Regions from separate parts of the Mus musculus genome. Here region 1 is linked to region 2. The links are chromatin contacts, called in public Hi-C maps. All regions are on one chromosome and are shown on one strand. The core of a region is the stretch at or near the end of the contact, and the rest is flanking DNA. Distances in the headings are between cores, read along the strand shown. Region 1 has its middle 17 kb from the start of Tram2. Region 2 holds the start of Mcm3 (minichromosome maintenance complex component 3).

Region 1 (5,597 bases), core at 63-2,562, 270 kb after region 2:
TACTAAAGTGTGTGGACCATTCTGGCTAATGGTATTTGTCTTAGTTAAAGTTTCATTACTGTGAAGAGACACAATGGCCAAGGCAACTCTTATAAAGGACAGCATTTAATTGGGGATGGCTTACAGGTTAGGAGGTTGTCCATTATCATCATGGTGGAAAGCATGGCAGCATGCAGGCAGACATGGTTCTGGAGGAACCACTGAGAATTCTACATCTTGATCCAAGGCAGCAGATTCTCCTCCACACTGGGTGGGGCTTGAGCATAGGACGTCAAAGCCTATCCCCACAGTGATGTACTTCTTCCAACAAGGCCACACCTCCTAATAGTACCACTTCCCATGGGTCAAGCAAGCTCATACCACCACAGTATGTAAAGGGAAATCAGCTGAAGAATGGAGGAAAACGTTCTCTGATTACAGAGATGTTTGCGTTTGCCTCAGGCATATCTGCTCTGCTTCAAATGACATGAGTTATGACAGATGTCTTATGACTATAGGGAGTCAGCCACAGGAATGAAAACTGACATACAAATAACAGCACTGACCATATCAGAACAGAAGAGTTTGGCCCTCCGATGACCACGGTTGAGCACTGGCCCAAGCCAACCATCATTTTCAGACTCTTGTGAGATACTTAAATAGCCTTTGCTTAGTAGCAAAATGTTTTAGTCCTTGTAGCTGACCTTCTCCTAGAAGAGAGTCAATTCCTTCATTATTGGCCTATTCCATTAATTCCTTGATTAGCCACATAGTCTTCTGTTGCCTGCTTTACCTCAGTCTACTATAGCACCTGTATCATCATTCCAAAGTTTCCTAAGATTCCTAGTTCCTCCTTCTGGCTCCCTCTCTAATGGCTAAGTGAAGGCCCTATAATTTCAGTTATAGCTCGATCTAACCTTGGATGAGCAGGTCTCCCACTACCCATCACACTGTCTGTCCATTCTATCCCCAGATTGAATGATTATGCATGAGCTTGCTGTCTCTCAGACACAAGTAGTTGGGTTGTTGGATGCCTTTGCAACACCTCAGTTTCCTCAGCCCTGTCCCCTTCAGTCTCAGTTTTCTCTTCCTATTACTCCCTCCCCTCCTGGGTTACATCATATCTACTCTGCTCACTCGATGTTCCTGATATATCTTCACATCTGCATACTGGGCCACTAGCCGTTCTCTCACTGCTCCTTCCTGCTGTTATGTCTTTCTGGTCCCTTAATTGGAAATGCCTTTAGCCAGCCAGATGTGATGATTCACATCTGTCATGCTAACCCCCAGGAAGCTAAAGTAGGATGACTGGCAAGTTTGAGGTCAGGCTAGGCTACAGAGTGAGGCCGTGTCTTTGAAAAGGAAACTAGCTCTGTCTGCAGCCTCAGATCTTCACACTGAGTCTTCATTGAAGGCTTTACCACTGCCATTCCCCTTCTTGCTCCCCGTATAGCTCAGACTAATCTTGAACTTACAGTCTAGCAGAGGCTAATCTGATTCTCCTGCCTTCACCTCTGGATTACGGGGAAGTCTTGAGAGGCGGTAAATGTCTGTGAAACCCATAAGTAAGGCTGGTAATGAATAGGCAGTAAAAGAATTAACCAGAACATGGGAAAACAGAGAGAACTTATTGAGATACACTGGAAGGAGACAGTGAATGGGTTTCCAGAGAGGAACCTGGCTGATAGAGAACGGAAGGATTAGTTTGTTTTGGTTTTGTTCTGTTCTGTTCTTTTTTATAACAGTTGGGAAGAAAGTTTCTTGGTTCTATCTTGCAGGACACTGGTGTAGTAGCGTCCATATCTGGAAAGACAAGTAGGCATCTCATTCCATTAGTATGAAGTAAAATTTGTGGCTTGAGGTGTTTTTCTTGAGTTTGGCAACATAGATTCTTAGGAGGCAGGCTCCAGATGACTGGATAGCTGCATAACTGTATTAATGTATAACTTCATTACTGTATAACAGCTGGGATCTGGGTGCCATGGAGTCATGGCCTGGTTGTTGAGTGTGAGAAGTTAGCTTTGGGTGATTGTGCACAATCGGGAGATACCACCATTCCTCATTTGCAAGCAGTTACAAACTGAGAGGTTACTATTTCTGGTGATGAGGTTAGCACCTGCGATAGGAGGGTGCCTAAGCACCTGCGGTAGGAGGGCGCCTAAGCAAGTTTCCCTTACCTCTCCTCTGTCCCTTTATCCTCATCTGTAGCCTTTTTTCAGGAAACTGTGCCCAGCCAAGGCTCGAAAGACTTGTTTTTCTTCTTGCCCTGTAAGTATCCAAGGCACGAATCTTTGTTATCTCCTCCTGACAGCAGTATGATTGTCCATGCAGGGAGAAAGAAACCCTGGTTCACATATTCAGGTCTTATACAAGAAGTGGTCCCCTTCTTCCCAATTTCAAGCTTACTAGAATGGGCAGGACAGTGCACGGAGTCAGGCAAATCCGAGAAACAGCACAGCAGAGTGCAGGATTTCCAGCACACAGATCCGATGCAGTGAGCACCCTCCGATGAGACACACGTGATGAGCGTGGGTACTTTTTACAGCTAATTAATTTTATTTACTTATTTGTGTATGTGAGTGTTAATGTGAGTGTGGGTGTGTGCCCATGCACACCCATGCCCATGGGCCCCAGAGTGAAGAGGAAAGAGATCACTGGGGTCTGTACACTCATTTTCAGTTCATCTGCTCTGGCTTGTCATGTGGGTGCTGGGATCTGAACTCTGATCCTCATGATTGGGTATCACACGCTCTTAACAGCTGAGCTATCCAGTCTTTCTGTTTAAATTATTAAAAATGTGAATCCAATGTATTTGCGCGTAAGAGTGTGTGCATCCTTAGCACACAGGAGATGGTCAAAGGACAACGATTGGGAGAGGGTTCTGTCTTTTCACTACACAGGTCTAGGTGAGAGCAAATATCTTTCCTACACAGCCATTTCATCAGCCATAGCTGTTTTAAATCTCATTTATCCCATTATAATGATATGTAATTCAATCTTTTAATAATTATGTTTAACAATCTGTTTTCAATGTTTCTGAAAAGATAACAAGATTGATAAACTGGTTTGACCCAGCCACTAGTAGAATCTTATATAATGTTTTGCTTTTTAATAGGCATGGCATGGTGGGGAGGCTGGTAATACAAAGAATGTGGTTATCTTCTGGTGAGCTTTCCCACAACTGGCAACCCGGGCTCGAGTTGTTTCTACTGTCTGAGCGCTGCTCGGCTTGATCTTCATACTTTACAAAAAAACCGGATGAATAAGATGCACTTGAGGGTGGAGACTGAACAAAATAGATAATGGCCTAGTTTTGGGCTGTGAATACTGACCTCTGCCTAGGGTCAGGGTGGAGCTCTTCGATTGCTTCCAGTTCTGAACTGAGCTCAGCTGTAACTGGGCTTGAGCAAGCATTTCTGCTGAGTCTCCTCTCCTCTCCTCCCTCTCAGCTCCCAGCCACGCCCACAAGATAACCGATTATTATTCTATTACATTGCAGAAGGCGTAGCCTCCTAGGAATTGGGATCCTCGAAAGAAATGACTAGTAAAATGCGGAGATCCAAAAGCACGATGCCCTGGTGCTCTTTAGCTATCTTAACCTTTTATTATGGATGCCGTGCTGACCTCAATGGAAACCGGAGTGGGCCAGCGCTGCTTAGGGAGCCAGAGGGACAGCTGGTGAATCAGCTGTGTTGCGTTATAGTCTATTCTACTGTTGGCTCAAAGACTGTACCATATATGGACCGAGGCTCAGGACTAGCATGCCCTTTGATTTGCCCCAGGGTTCCTCTAAAATTGCATCTTGGGATTAGATCATTGTTCCCAGCAAAAGGGAGACCCCCAGAAAAGTTGATGAGTATGAAGAAATTGAAATGATTTATAGTCTGGCAAAGAAGAGGAGGAGGGCAGAGCCTCGACGCAGCCAAGCCGTAGTCGCAGATGACGGGCTGAGGCTGAGAAAACCATGCGAGGGTTTCTTTGCAGAAGTTTCAAAGGGGGAGCCGCAGACCCCTTCTGCGAACTCAGGCCTGAGGTAGACTCAGATCAGGGTCAGAGGCGCTGAGCCAACTCCGCTCTGTAGAGTAAGACAGGCAGCCTCTCTGGCTGTGGATGAAGGTGTCTGTGATGCTACTGAAGACACGGACTGTACTGCCCACTAGGGATGGTCCAGGCTCTGGATTATTTTGAGTATGAGACAGGTTAAGGAACCTTGGAGCACAGTTCCTTTCCTATCTGCTCAGGCAGGGTCAGGCTAGTGAGACATTGCTAGGACTGGATGAACTAAGGAAAGGGACTGGGTGTGGGAGGAGATGATGGGGTACTGATTTGGGAAAGTGACTCTTAACAGATCATTATATTACATTCTATCTAAAATTGAAAGAATTCTCTCTCTGTGTTAGTAACTTAGTTTCTGTCTGTCTGTCTGTCTGTCTCTCTCCCTCTCTTTCTCTCTCTCTCTCTCCCTCCCCTCTCTCATTCTTCCCATGCATGTAATTGTGTTCCACAGTCTGGAAGTGTAGAATGCTCTACTACACTGAAAATAAGTGGCTTGCTATGCAAAACACAGGCAACGCTTGCAAGCATAACTTGAAGCCAAAAATCCAGACACACACGAGTACTGGACAATCCCATTTATGCCAACTCAAAACCAGATAAACCCAATCTGAGACATTAGAGGTCAGGAGAGAAGCTCCTTTGCTGGCCAGTGCTTGGAAGGGGCTGGCGGGTTCAGAGGGTGCGGTGGATGTCCTCATTCTCTGTCTGGTCACTGCTTACGTTGATATAGGCATTCTGAATATTGATTATCTGGGTCATTCTGCAACTGTTCACATGAAGGAAGGAAGGCAGGAAATAGGGAAGACAGGCAGGCAGGCCGGTGACAACCAGAATAGAGTCTTGTGAAACTGGCTGGCATTTACAGGAAAAGTGAATGCCTGTGTGCCAACCTAGAATGTAGTCTGCAATTGGTGAGGCACAGCGATTACTTGATTCCTAAAGCTCATTGGTCATCCACTCTAGCCTAATTTGTAAGTGACACTGAATTTGAGTGGCCCTGACTCCAATAGTTAGAACAAAATAGTGTACCCTCATGTACATGTGCATATACACACATGAACACGTGCGTACACCACAGTATAACACATATAAGCTAAATGCCTGCTGCCCTAGGCTGCCATGCCCAGTTGGGTGGCTTTAAAGGTGTATGTCACAGGTAGTTGTGGGGACTACTAGTCTAAGGTCAAGATGTGTCTGCAAGACTCTGCTGGCTCGGAGGGGGAGGGGGTGCTGAGAAACATCTTTTCTATGACTGGATCGTAGTTTCTGTAGCTTTAGATGCTTGCTGGCTTTGCACCCTGTACCTCTAGAGCATGGCTCTGCCTGGGTCTCCACAGAAACTTCACTCAGAACATGACTGAATATCCAATTTTTTTTCCTTTTAAGAAGGACACCAATGGTATCTCACTCCAGTGACTCCATTTTTAACTCCATTACATTTGCAAAGGTTCTGTTTCCAAACGAGATCACCCCGAATGGTACCAGGGATTAAAAAATCCATCACACATTTTAGCCACAAAACTCAGAAGTACTAGTGCTGAGACAAATGCCTCCGGGCCGTC
Region 2 (5,469 bases), core at 2,591-5,090:
TTCTATAATAAACTTTATCTTGAACCATTCTTTTTTTTTTCTGAATTAATCTTTACATATCTTTAATCTCGCATATCTACTTTTAGAATAAAGACTCCAGATACTATATAGTCGCCTGAATTTAAACACTCACCCTTGATACTGCCCCCAAGATGCCCAACCGATTCATGTCCTCACCTTTGTGGGATAAACAGAACTGGATGGGAAAGCCACTAGGGTGGTGAGGTCAGAGTAGCGTCGCTCTATGGTCTTCTTAGTAGCAGGACAGTAGTGAACACTGCGAACGACTTTGGGGCGAACCAGAGAGCCTAGGGATGCAAAGGTGCACAGAGTCACCAACGGCACAGTAACAGACAACGGGGGCCTAAACTTATGCAAGCTCTATAATAAATACTATATTCTCCCAGTTAGGTTAACCTGTCTTCCTACCACTTGTCATTTGTCCTTTTTTACATCTATACATAGGTACCCTGCATCCATGTGTAATTTTAAGAACCACTGATGTCAATGAAGGGACAGTTCAGGGTTGCAGTGAGGAGGGAAGAACTGGACTCGTCCCGCTTTGGGAACTCGCAATTCTGCTTTCCACTGCTGGTCCCTCCCAGTCCGGAGTGCCGTGGACCCTGAGTTGCTTCACATTTTACTATTTAATTTCAATGTTTCCTTGAACAAGTTCCCCAGACTCATACCAGCTCCCCTGGGTTCCAGACCTCCTAAATCTACCCTACCATTTCCTTAGGGCCCTAGCACCACCATCTTCCATCCACTCACATTTAGTAACAATGCCTTCCACACAGACCACACAGCTGAGGAAGCAGGAAGTGAGAGTCCGGGGAGAGACGTGCTTTGAGCCAAAGCTGCCTTCCAATCCTATGTAGAACTCCTCATACTGCTTGGCGTAGGTGGCGTCAATGGAGGCCACGAAATCCTTCAAGGCCCGCTGGAAGGCAACCAGCTCCTCAAACGCATTGTTCAGGAGGCTGCGTGGGGTTGAGACAAAGAACAGTTAGACAGAGCTCAGGAAGCTGACCCTAGAAACAGGAAGGAACAACCTCGGGTCAGAGAAAGGAAATCCATGTCTACTTTGTGCTACCACTGTGTAAGACTGAAGTTATTCTCAATTCATCAAACATGTAAAAAAGGATGCTCAACACAACACTGGAAGATGGGAGTACCTGAGACCACCTCTTCTCTGGGAGACGACAACGACAGCCTGTATGTAGGTGAAGCCCATGCACTCTAGGTCTTCCCAATCTAAACAGGATGCCTTCCTCTCTCCCTCCAAAGCAGCGGGCCCCCGGGAAACCCTGTCACGGCTCACCGGTTAGCCCTCTTTTCATTCTTCCTGCGCAGGTCATTCACGCTGACAATCAGCCGATACTGATTGTCACTGATCAGTTCCCGAACCTTGTTCTGGTAAATGCCTTGGTCCTCCTGCGAAGCGCCAATAAGACATATTGAACAAGTGATTTGACATATTAAATTAGGACACAAGTCAAATGTGTTTCAGACCAGAAGCAACCCTGGAAACAAAACCTCTGGGCCCAGATGAACGCAAAGTCTGTTTTTCAGTCTCCCCCTTTCACCCGCTGGCCTCAGACCTCACCTACAATCTATTAAGAGACTCTAAGAATCATAAAGTCAATGTCACCTAAGAAACTGAGGGTCCCCTTTCTACAGGGTCTTGGTTTTATTCATAGCAAGCTTGGATCTCTAAAGCTGCCTAGGAGATACAAAGAGGAAAAATTGAATTCAGGTAGAGCATGGAGCTAAACTACAATTCCAGCACTCAGGCATCGGAGGCAGGAGGATCACCTCTGAGTCCAAAGCTAGGCTACAGAGTAAGATTCCTTCAAGAGCAACAGCCAAAAGAACAAGCAAGCAGATGGGTACACAGTGACAAGCTGTAAACACTGGTAGAAAGGGGTATCGTCGAGTGAGAGTAAGCCTGTCCTGAATCTAAGGGATTCCAGTAATATTAGAAGGTCAGAAGGCAGGCAAGCTCAGCAGTGGGGTCTACAACTGCATCAAGAACTTGGGGGTACTTAAGGACATATTACATAAAGGCTGGGTGGTCAGTTCTGTGTTCTTGCCCTCTGGTGTAACGTACTTCTGTCTTTCAGCGGAAAAATGTTCTTTCCTACATTATAAAACAGGTGTATGCCTTTCTGGACAAGGAGAACACACCTGCTGTCTCTATCAATAGAGCATTAAGGACCACTGAGCATTCAATTTATAAAGGGGTTACTGATCGTGGGGGTGGGGGAGGGTTCTATTTATACCATGGGAGGTCAGCATAAAGGTATTCAAAAGTCCTAAGCAGGGACTTGGGAGCTACTTAAAGCCTACACCAGCAAAGATGACACTAGCCACTATGTCACTTACACATGAGGATGCCAGCATGTTGATATATGTCTCAACGGTGCCCAGGAAGTAGACAGCTGCAGACAACCCTTTCCTCCTGTCCAGCATGCCCTATCACATACTATCATGATCATTAACAGTTCTCCTATATGCTTACATTTTAATTGGGAATTAGAATGGCCTAAGTCTTAAAGACTTAGTAAAAACAAACAAAAAAACTTGCAATATGAAAATTTAACTTTAAAATCTGGATGTTAGCACACCTGACTGTAGACATATTTCAAAATCATGATGTATATTTGAAATGTAATTTAAATACTCTTAAAATTCAAATTTAAATTGCTTTTCATTGATCAACAAACTTCCAGGGCTCATCAACATCCTATAGCTTTAAATTTTGGATTACACTTAAACCCATTTTACCTGCATACAAAACACTTGATTCACTAAAAAGAGAGCTGTCATAAATTGTTAGTCTCGCTCCTACCCTCACCAGCATCAGGCCAGTCATTAAATCTGAGGGCTCTGAGCCAGTTACATTAGCTTTTCCAAAGAAGAGCCTGTTTACACCTGACCAGTCTCCTTGCAAGTTGTGTGGGGTTTGGGGGGAACACATGAATTTAGAGACAAACTAAATTACTTTGGAGAAAACCCTAGTAACTCATGAAGATATACAGGAGCAAGAAAATGACAAGAGGAGATAATGAGAAAATGAAAATGATCAAAATACATTATGTGCTTATGAAGTTTCATAATGTAACCCGTATGTATAGTTAACATATCCTAATGTAAGAGGTTTCAAGAAAAATAGGCTGCTCAGAGGAAGACGGCAAGCACAAGGCCTGGGTACCATGTCAAGTAGGCTATGGGGATCAGTAGCAGTAATTATAAGAGGGAGTGATAAGAAAGAAATATGACCAAAATACATTATGTGTTTATGAAATTTCATAACGAAACTAATACATGAAAAGAATGTAACTTTTAAAATCTGGAGGTACATCTTTAGGAGAGAAAAAAAGATAACAGGAAGTTGCAGAGAAAAGAAGTTATCAGCGGCCCTGGTCCTCCGCGGGGTCCCCAGCACCGTGCCCGGTCACCCGCGGGAACCCCCTCAGCCGTGCCCGGTCACCCGCGGGACCCCAGCACCGTGCCCAGTCACCCGCGGGGACCACATCAGCCGTGCCCGGTCACCCGCGGGAACCCCATCAGCCGTGCCCGGTCACCCGCGGGAACCCCCTCAGCCGTGCCCGGTCACCCGCGGGACCCCAGCACCGGGCTCGCGGCCCGAGCCTCACCTCGTCATCCAGGAAGTCCAAGTAGTCTCTCTGCGCTTCCCGCAGCTCCACATCATCCAGCACTACTGTGCCCGCCATGTCGCAGCTCCGAAATCGCCGGCCACCAAACAGTCCGGAAACGCGTGACACCGCCTTGGCGCCAAAACTTCCCAAGTTTTCCCGCCACGGAAGTTTATGGTGGAGGAAGCATGGAGCAGAGACGCGTTATGATTGGCTAACCACTTCAATAGCCTTTCATTCCGTGCCTGGATTGGAGAGAAATGGTCACTTTCTCCGCCCTAATAGGAAGTCTGACCAATGGTACAGAGAGGACGCTCAAAACCCACCCCCTGGAAATTGAGCAACAGGAAGGCTAGGAAGCACTGCATTCTGGGAGTTGTGGTCCTTCCCACCTCACCCCCTGTTTTTCTTTTCTTTTTTTTTTTTCTTTGCCTGTAGGAAGTTTTGTCAAATCGGAAGTTAGGATTTACTGAGGGGGGAGGTCTAAGTTTGCACCCCATATGCACAGGTACAAATGAAGGCCAAAGGTTGATATCCGGTGTCTTCCTCAATCTTTCTCCACCTTGTATTTTTGAAAGACGAACAGGATACCCACTGACCCATCTCTTTAGCCTCCATATTATTGATTCTAACACACTTTGTCTTCTAGCCTTCATTTCCTCCTATACAAAATGAGGAATCTGAATTCAAAATTCTCCAGTAAGCCATCACTAGTATTCCAAGAGCAAGTTAGAAATGGTGTAAAGACAAATTTTATTCACGGAATCATGCTATTGCCTTTAACACAGCCTTGATTTGCTGTATCTTGATCTGTAACCTTGAAGACACAGAGATATATAATTCGTATTTCTCCCCACTTTCACAAGGTCATGAGATAGATAAGCAGAAAATCAGATTGTTAAAAAAAAAAAAAGCATAGTTAGTATATCTAAGGGTTCCACTGCTGTTCACATGCTTGCTTTGCTTGCTATCTGTTGGCTTTCTGCCTTAGGCACTAATGGGCCAAGGCTGATTTACAAGGTGAAATAATTGCTAAGAGGCTGCCTGGAAAGCAGCATGCAGAAACAGTCAAAATCAAGGCATTGCAAAGTATACAAAGTACTTCCTTTTTTTCTGTCTCCAGCCCAAAGAAAACACTTGGAGTGGGCGACCCTGAAGTGGAGAACAGATGAGTTATGGGTACCGGATGCCGCTTCCAAGATGATGCCCACCATGTTATCCTGTTGAAAGAGGGGACTGATAGCTCTCAAGGCATTCCTCAACTCATGAGTAACAGCTCGTGAGTAACATTGTCTGTGTTTGCCAAGTGATTGCTGGGGCTATAAGACCACCCTGGGTCCTCATGGCAACTTATTGTGGATGGCCAAGGCAAAACAACAATTTCTACTTCTGAAACTCCTCGATGGTGGACATCCTGCAGCAAAGACTTTAGTGGACATTGCCGGATCCGAAGACACTGACACTAGTGATGGCACCACCGTGGTGATCCTGCTGGCTGAGGAGTTTCTGAAGCAGGTGAAGTCCTGTGTGAAGGAAGGGTTATGCCCTCAGATCATCATCTGAGCTTTCTGCACAGCCACCCAAAATCAAAGAGATAGCTGTGACTATAAAGAAGCAAGATAAAGTAGAAGAGAGGAAGATGCTAGGGAAGTGTGCAGTGACAGCCCTGAGCTCCAAGCCCTGAGCTCCAAGCTGATCTCCCAGCAGAAGGCCTTCTTTGCCAAGGTGGTGGCTGATGCTGTGATGATGCTCAATGAGTTGTTGTAGCTTAAAATGACTGACACCAAGAAGGTGCAGGGTGGAGCCCTAG

Evidence for each region. Hi-C and Micro-C count contacts between places; a contact is called where the count stands out from the background.
Region 1: a contact with region 2 is called in a Hi-C map of the G1E-ER4 cell line, with 2.2 times the contacts expected there. The contact joins the enhancer-like site here to the promoter of Mcm3 in region 2. A contact is called at or near these places in 9 of 39 promoter capture datasets (the 3T3-L1 cell line, the C10 cell line, the HPC-7 cell line and 4 more), 1 of 15 datasets of contacts at CTCF or cohesin (the NIH/3T3 cell line), 28 of 484 Hi-C or Micro-C datasets (the C2C12 cell line, CD4 single positive thymocytes, CD8 T cells and 22 more), 1 of 115 datasets of contacts at active chromatin or transcription factors (microglia) and 2 of 9 other capture datasets (adipose tissue and liver).

The regions. Positions count from the first base shown.
Region 1 is chr1:21,093,744-21,099,340 of GRCm38.p6, forward strand. No RefSeq gene overlaps it. Among named protein-coding and RNA genes, the nearest start is that of Tram2, 17 kb to the left of the region's middle. Within about 2 kb of position 1,313, at least 51 of the 459 cell types and tissues checked have an H3K27ac peak or open chromatin away from gene starts, as enhancers often do. A contact at or near this core is called in CD8 T cells, the G1E-ER4 cell line, the HPC-7 cell line and 5 more, where this site is marked.
Region 2 is chr1:20,816,472-20,821,940 of GRCm38.p6, forward strand. Mcm3 (minichromosome maintenance complex component 3) reads right to left here and starts at 3,841. Exons shown (of 17, transcript NM_008563.3): 1 at 3,660-3,841; 2 at 1,322-1,434; 3 at 772-980; 4 at 178-308. The coding sequence starts at 3,737. It also overlaps the pseudogene Gm20587.